2 separate regions of the Zea mays genome follow, and region 2 is linked to region 1. A link is a contact called in public Hi-C data. All regions are on one chromosome and are shown on one strand. The core of a region is the stretch at or near the end of the contact, and the rest is flanking DNA. Distances in the headings are between cores, read along the strand shown. Region 1 holds the start of LOC103651469 (cytochrome P450 72A13). Region 2 has its middle 12 kb from the start of LOC100281232.

What was found. A called contact is a pair of places that touch in the nucleus more often than the background predicts.
Region 2: a contact with region 1 is called in a Hi-C map of leaf, with 5 times the contacts expected there. The contact joins the enhancer-like site here to the promoter of LOC103651469 in region 1. A contact is called at or near these places in 2 of 25 Hi-C or Micro-C datasets (endosperm and leaf).

What each region holds. Positions count from the first base shown.
Region 1 is chr3:222,597,033-222,600,634 of Zm-B73-REFERENCE-NAM-5.0, forward strand. LOC103651469 (cytochrome P450 72A13) reads right to left here and starts at 1,769. Exons shown (of 5, transcript XM_008677098.4): 1 at 1,191-1,769; 2 at 283-503; 3 at 1-197. The coding sequence starts at 1,533.
Region 2 is chr3:222,755,736-222,759,337 of Zm-B73-REFERENCE-NAM-5.0, forward strand. No RefSeq gene overlaps it. Among protein-coding and RNA genes, the nearest start is that of LOC100281232, 12 kb to the left of the region's middle. Within about 2 kb of position 2,071, at least 8 of the 20 cell types and tissues checked have an H3K27ac peak or open chromatin away from gene starts, as enhancers often do. A contact at or near this core is called in leaf, where this site is marked.

The DNA of each region.
Region 1 (3,602 bases), core at 519-3,018:
TCGGCCTGGAGCTGGAAGATCCTCCGCCCTTCCATGAAGCTGCTGCCGAACGCCGTGCGGGAGATCACGTCGCCGGTGAGGCTCTGGAACTCCGGCCAGACGTCCAGCTCGAATGACCCGTCGGAACCACCAGCGACCTCCTTGTCCCAGCGATCAATGAGCTCGGTGCAGCACGTCAAGAACGCCGGCTGCATGCGCTGCAAAAACCCACTCTAGTAGTAAGCACGCACACATCTCTATACGCCTTGAACTGAAGGAAGTTGGACAACGAAACCAACCAACCTTGAGCTTCTCGAGATGGAACGCGGGGTTCAGGATCCTCCTGTGTTTGGCCCATTTCTCGCCGTCGTAGCTCGCCACCCCGAGGGCGATCATCTTCCCGAGACTCTTGTTCGTGAACTTCTCGAAGTGGCCAAACTTGTTCGATAGGATGTCTCTGACTAACTCTGCCTCCGTGATCACCACCCTGGGAATCGGTCCGAACCAGGTAATACAGATGTTGCCTGCAGTTCAGCGTCTGCGCCGTTAAGTCCAAACGACAAATCCAACTCCATCTTTGAAATTTAGGGAACTTTTGTAAAATTGCACTATTCAGCGACAAATAAAAAGAAACATAGGGAGTAATTAGTAAAAGGAATGGGCAGATATTATAACCGAGTTTGTATAAGTGGGGAAATGAGCTTTCGCAAATGAAACAAAAAGTATCATAGGTTTTTCCAGGAAAAAAAATAGGTAACTGAAACTATTACTATCGTGAAAAATTCTTTTGCAAATGGGACAACACAATGGATGTGTATCATAGGTCCGGTGACCGGAGTGGCCGCCTACTGGCCGGTGTCAAATGGATATGATACAGCTTCTGGGAAGAATTCAAACTTGCCACGTGAACATACATGCATGGCTGTCGGGCGGCCAATAGTAATCCACAACACACTAGTCAAGCGAACGTCAACCTCAGCGTTCACGTCGGAGTCGGACCATATATATATAAGAAGGAAGCATCCAACGAATGAATTCTCGGTTGGACCATACCATCCGTCGTCCGGAAGATCTTAGGCGCGCGGCGAGTATACTAGTACAGTCTGTGCTAAGCAAGCTGTTGATGGACACGTGTGGAGATAAACGACAAAGCTACATATATAGCTAGCTTAATTACGGGAGACTACTTGGGAGTTTGGACGACGACGTACCGTGGTCCTTGACGGTGTTGAAGAGATGCGGCATGACGCGGGGAACGACGTCATGGCTACACGGCGGCTGCATGGGCCTGGACCGCGCCTCGTCGTTGAGGCGGGCGTTCTCCTTGAGGTCGCCCGCCGGGAAGCGGTACGCCGTGCCGGTGAGCCCCTGCGCGCGGAGCGCCCGGCCGAGCCGCCGCGGCCGCAGCCAGAACGTCTGCGCCGCCCGGTAGGCCCCCCACGCGACGAGCAGCGCAAGGAGCCCCTGGAGCAGGCTCCACGGCGGCGATGGCGAAGACGAAGCCGCCGCGGCTGCAGCTGCAGCTGCAGCTGCTACGACGACGTCGTCGTCCATTTTGCTTCCGGCCTAGCTGCTTTCGAGTTTACGTACGTGTGCTGCGATCGACAGCCACGTACAAGCCCACAGCGTTGTTGTGTCTTGTGTGTGTGTGCGCTTTTACCGAGAGAGACGAGAGCGACGGTATTTGTAGTAGTGGTGGTGGTAGGCCTCCGCACAGCGGCACGGCCACTGATTGGTGCGATCCGTTGGCATCACATGTTTTGGCTACTTCGTTTCTATCTGCAGTTGGTGTCTATGCTTTCTTGGCGGGCACGTACGTACGCTTTGGCTTGTGGAATAAGATGCAACCACGCAAAAGAAAGACAGCCAAAAGTGTCCTGTGGCGCACACTCGCCAGCAAAGCCGATAAGGTTTCATTTTAATTAATTTGACGATATATATATATATATATATATATATATATATATATATATATATATATATATATATATATATATATATATATATATATATATATATATATATATATATATATATATATATATATATATATATATATATGGTAAGTCCCTATAGTATGTATAGTTTGCTATATATAGCTTCTCTAGAAACTGTGGAAAGTGAATATAATACTGTACTATAATAAATAAACGGGTTGCACTGAAAGACACTAGTCACTTACGTTTGCAAGTACGTAATCATATCTAGATGGAGGACAGTTCGACGAAGATATGTGAAAATATACGAGAGCGCGGTAGCTGGTACGTGTGTTGATTGATTAGCCAGAAGAAGAATCCGGCCTGCATGCTGCAGGCCATGCCTAGACAAGGATGGGCCAATGCAAGATTTGTTATATGTCATACATTGTTTCCAACGACGGGACATCTACTAGCTAGAATTACCCTATATTTACGATACGATAGACCTTTGGAGCCGGGCCTTATGCCCTTATCCATCTATAGTTGTTACTCAACGTGACAAGAAATTACACGCACGCATATGTAACGTTCTCCCTCGATCATCATATCAATCGTAACTGTGTTAGGTTTATATTGTTCTCTTGACTTCTCCAGGAGTCTAGATGACGATAACGTCTTTGTAAAACCATCCGTAACTTGACCTCTCGAAGATATACAAGTCTATTTTTCTAAAAGTTTTCTTCTAACTCGTTCTCTAACCAATGGAGCGTTTGGTTGGAGAGTTGTCGGCGTTTCGAGACAGGGGGTCCCTAAGCCGACGAGTGAGTGTGCTGCGTGCCCCAGCCCAGATGGGTCGAGCGCGTGGGCGAGCGCGAAGGGGGGAGAGGCGAGGTGGCCGGAGTCGAGCGTGAGAGAGGTGGAAGTCCCGCGGCCTTCGTGTTCGTCCCGCGCCCAGGTCAGGTGCGCTTGCAGTAGGGGGGTTACAAGCGTCCACGCGGGTGAGGGAAGCGAGCGGCCCCAAGAGAGCGCCTGTCCCGTCCTCGGTCCCGCGCGGCCAACCTTCTCTAAGAAGGCCCTGGTCCTCCCTTTTATAGTCGTAAGGAGAGGATCCAGGTGTACAATGGGGGGTGTAGCAGAGTGCTACGTGTCTAGCGGAGGGAGAGCTAGCGCCCTAGGTACATGCCAATGTGGCAGCCGGAGAGATCTGGGCACCCTGCTGGCGTGATGTCGTGGCTGTCGGAGGTGCGGCGGAGCCTGGCGGAGGGACAGCTGTTGGAGCGGTCGAGTCCCTGCTGACGTCGTCCTGCTTCCGTAAGAGAGCTGGGGGGCCGCCGTCGTCATAGAGCTTGTGGAGCGCCATCATTGCCCCTCCGGCGGAGCTGGCCGGATGGGACGCCGGTCTTGTTCTCCGTGACCCGAGTCGATTCGGGGTAGGATGATGATGGCGCTTCCTGTTGACGTGGCGGTCTGTGCTCTAGGCGGGGCGACGTGGGGGTTCCTCCGAAGCCGAGGTTGAGTCTGCCTTCCGTTGCCGTGGTCGAGCCCGAGCCATGGGGTCGGGCGAGGCAGAAGTCGTTCGGCCGAGGCCAGGGCGGAGTCCGAGCCCTGGGGTCGGGCGAGGCGGAGTTTCGTCGTCTTTCGGGTCTTAGCCCGAGTCCGAGCCCTGAGGTCGGGCGGAGCGGAGTTCGCCGTCTTCCGGGTCTT
Region 2 (3,602 bases), core at 821-3,320, 160 kb after region 1:
CAAACCGCGCGCGCGCAGTGGTGCGGAGCTGCCCTTCGGCGGCGGCGGCGGTCTGGTGCGCGTTCCCGACGTGTCGACGCCTTGTCGGTTCCGCCGTAGACAGCGGGGCTGGCCTGTGACACGGACGGTTTACAAACCTGCGATCGAAATCGCTCACGATTCGATCGCTCCGTTCCGAAAGGGAGGCACGATCCACTGTCGACGAGTGAATATATGCGTGTTCGTGCGCGCCCCACTCATGAGGAGGAAGCTTGCTGCACGTGGTTCAATGCCTTCTCTGTACTAGTACACAGGCACAGCTCCGGTGCATGCATGTGGTCAGCCCCCCGTCCCGTCGGTTGCACGCACGAGTGCTGTATATTGGATTCTTCTTTTTTTATAGTAGCTTTTCCTTTTCGCTTCAGCCTGAATATCATCGACACCATCCATATTACGTGCATGACGCCTGTGGTCAGCTAGCTTGCTATACTGAGCACTAACTGACAAGTCCTTTTACCGTGTGTCGTTATAAAAGTTTGTATAATTATTGGTAAGGCATTAAGAAATTTGAATTGTCAGTTTAAGCTCTCTGTTTTGCCTTCATGTGACTCACGTCACCTTGCGTCGGAGAAATTGAAAATACTCTATTGGCTAATTCAGAAACTCAAATCCTCTTTGCATCGTGTTATTTTTATAGGGTGCCATTTAAGTAAGACATTTAGTTCTTCGTGAGAGATTTTTTCTCCATATGTTTGGCCTCCATTGCCTCCAAATTAGTTATAAACATGTTAATTTTTAGCTTTTAATGGTCTTAACTGAAAAAACTTTTTAATGAAGTTAAATAAATATATATTTTTAATAAAGAGATCAATAAGTTTCTATTATTGAGTTTTTTTTTATTTAAGATCATTTAGACCTGAGGCTATTTTAAATATTTATCACCGTAATTTAACACTGTTAGAGCCAAATCTGATGAAAAGTGGCATTGATAGAAACAAAAAATTTGGACTACTCAACACCGATGGTGACCACTCAACTTTTTTTAGTAATAACTTGTGAGCAATTATAAACTTCCATAAGGGCATGTATAACCGTGCTCATTATATATGGGGTCCTACGGGGTTTCTAGAGGGTCGTCTTTCTCTATACATATTGTCTTTTACTATATTTATGATCTAAGGATCAGAATAGTATAATGTTGTATTTAGCTATTACTTGTACGTGGAAAACCATCGAGGGGCTCATCAGGGCTGTACATGTCATAAGGTTATTTTTCATTGCACTGTTTTCGAGAATGACACATCATCATTTATCTACGAAATCATGTATGCTAAGTTTCATCTAGATGAAACTCTCTCACCTCTCGTTAAACTCTCACTATTTCTCTTATTAAATTCTTGTCATGTCACCATCCTTGCTTATATGGCGATATATTTAATGAAAATGAAACTAAAATAAAATTTCCACTAAAAATAGTCTAATACTCCCTTCATCCCCAAAATATAATTCATTTTATACTAAACATGCATTCATTAATTAACCTATGAATGTAGTTTGTATATATGTCTAAATTCATTCTCACCCATTTGTGGACCGAAAAAAAAGAGGACTCCAAAGGACTATATTTTGGAACGGAGAGTAACATACATAGAAAAAGGCTCATATATAAACATGCCCTTTAGTTTTGGTAACAACTTTAGATTGACCATTTATACATGCATCATGGTAACGATGACTCGCCGTGGAAGTACTTGCCCCATAGCTCTTCTATCAACATTAGCGCACGGCGTAGCAGAGGCGAGAAGGATATGCGGGAAAGCATACCTAACATCTAAGCAAAGTGTTCAACGAATGATAGCGACATTGTTGATGTGCTCGTACGAGTGATCTTTTCTTTTTCTTTCTCAGTAAACCATATCATCGCCCATCACATTGCAATTTATCAGGAAGATGGATCTTTTCTTTTTCAGTACGCGACATTGGCTGACTAAATGTCGAGCCCGGCCATTTTCATCTATGAAAGCCCGGCCCGATGTTTCCAGGCCACCAGTCGCCAGTCGGGCCTGCAAAGTGACCCATTAATAGGCCAATAGCCCACTAACCAACCAATATTAGTGACGGGAAGGCTCCCCACTATCAACCATCAGATCAACCATTCCCCAAAACCCCCAGCCTCCCTAGGGTTTTGCTCGGCGAGTCGGAGTTGGATCCAGTTCTGCGGGATCGCCATGTCGTCTATATGAACATGATGAACGAACTATATCCGAAATTCCGATGTGTTTGTGCCTCTTGCTTGTGCTCATGTCTTGGATGGTTGTGGTATTGTGGAATCTGGCATTTGACTAGTCTACATTATGATTCGTTAGTGAATTTTTGTTGCCTCACTTTTATAGCATAAAGCTTAGGAGTGTCACAATTGTAATACTGGTGGCTTTGCTTTGTTTATTTAAGCAAATTGAAAATTCAAGTGTAACAAAAAAAATGTGATATATTTGCTACACCTAAACTTATAGAGGAGTGCTTTGCGGTTACAGTTCAACCTTGATTAGCGAATCCTAATGCAAGGGAGAAACTCTTTTTTTTTCTCGAAAGCGCAGGAGAACTGCGCATCATTATATTAAGTAGAAGGAAAAGAGGGTCCAAAATAGACCAAAGTACAAAAGACCTCCCCGGAGGGGATAAAAAACCAAAGAAAAAAGAAGAGAAAAAAACAAAAACAAGAGCAAACAGATCCTGAAAAACAAAACCAGCCCATCAGCGATAAACCAGGCAGCTAGGTGCCCCTGATGGTTGCGGCAAGAAAGGAGAGACCCTTAGCTCCTGCCATTTCCCACAACTGTTGTTCCTCCCTTGCCTGACGAAGAGCTGCAGAAACACTAGGGGAGATTCCATCAAAGACAATTCGATTCCGATGATTCCAAATAATCCAGGCTCCCAAGGCAATAAGGGAGTTGACACCCTTCATAATCATATCTCCAGAGCCATTGTCTATCATCTCCCACCAACCCGTAAAAGACACCGTACTAGGTGTAGGAGCCAGATTTTGTAGTCTGAAAATGCACATCAGCCGGAACCAGAATTCTCTCGCAAAAACACAAGAAACCAAAATATGATCCAAAGATTCAGACTCTTGGTCACAAAGCGGACACTTCTCCGGATGATCAAGTCCTCTCTTTGCCAACCTATCTGCTGTCCAGCATTTATTTAGCACCGATAACCAGAGGAAGAAGTGGCATTTAGAGGGGGCCCAAGTTTTCCAAACTCTTTCATAGTGACCGAAATGCACAGCCCCGATGAACAACCCATCATATGCAGCCTTAGCAGAATAAGTCTCATTTGCAGCAATACTAAAAGTATGTTTATCTTCTATATCTGGCAGCAGCTCAAAATCTGAAATTAAATTCCAAAGATGAAGATAATCCAATAATACTCCCACCGAGAGTGATCCTGTGATATCAGCAATCCATCTTCTATCTGTCAATGCTTCCTGAACCGTCCTTCTGTTAGTGATTTTTTTCGGAATGATATCAAATAATCTAGGAACCAAATCTGCAATTTTCTGCCATGAATCCATTTATCAGTCCAGAACAAAGTATTAGCCCCATTACCAACCTTTGAAGTCA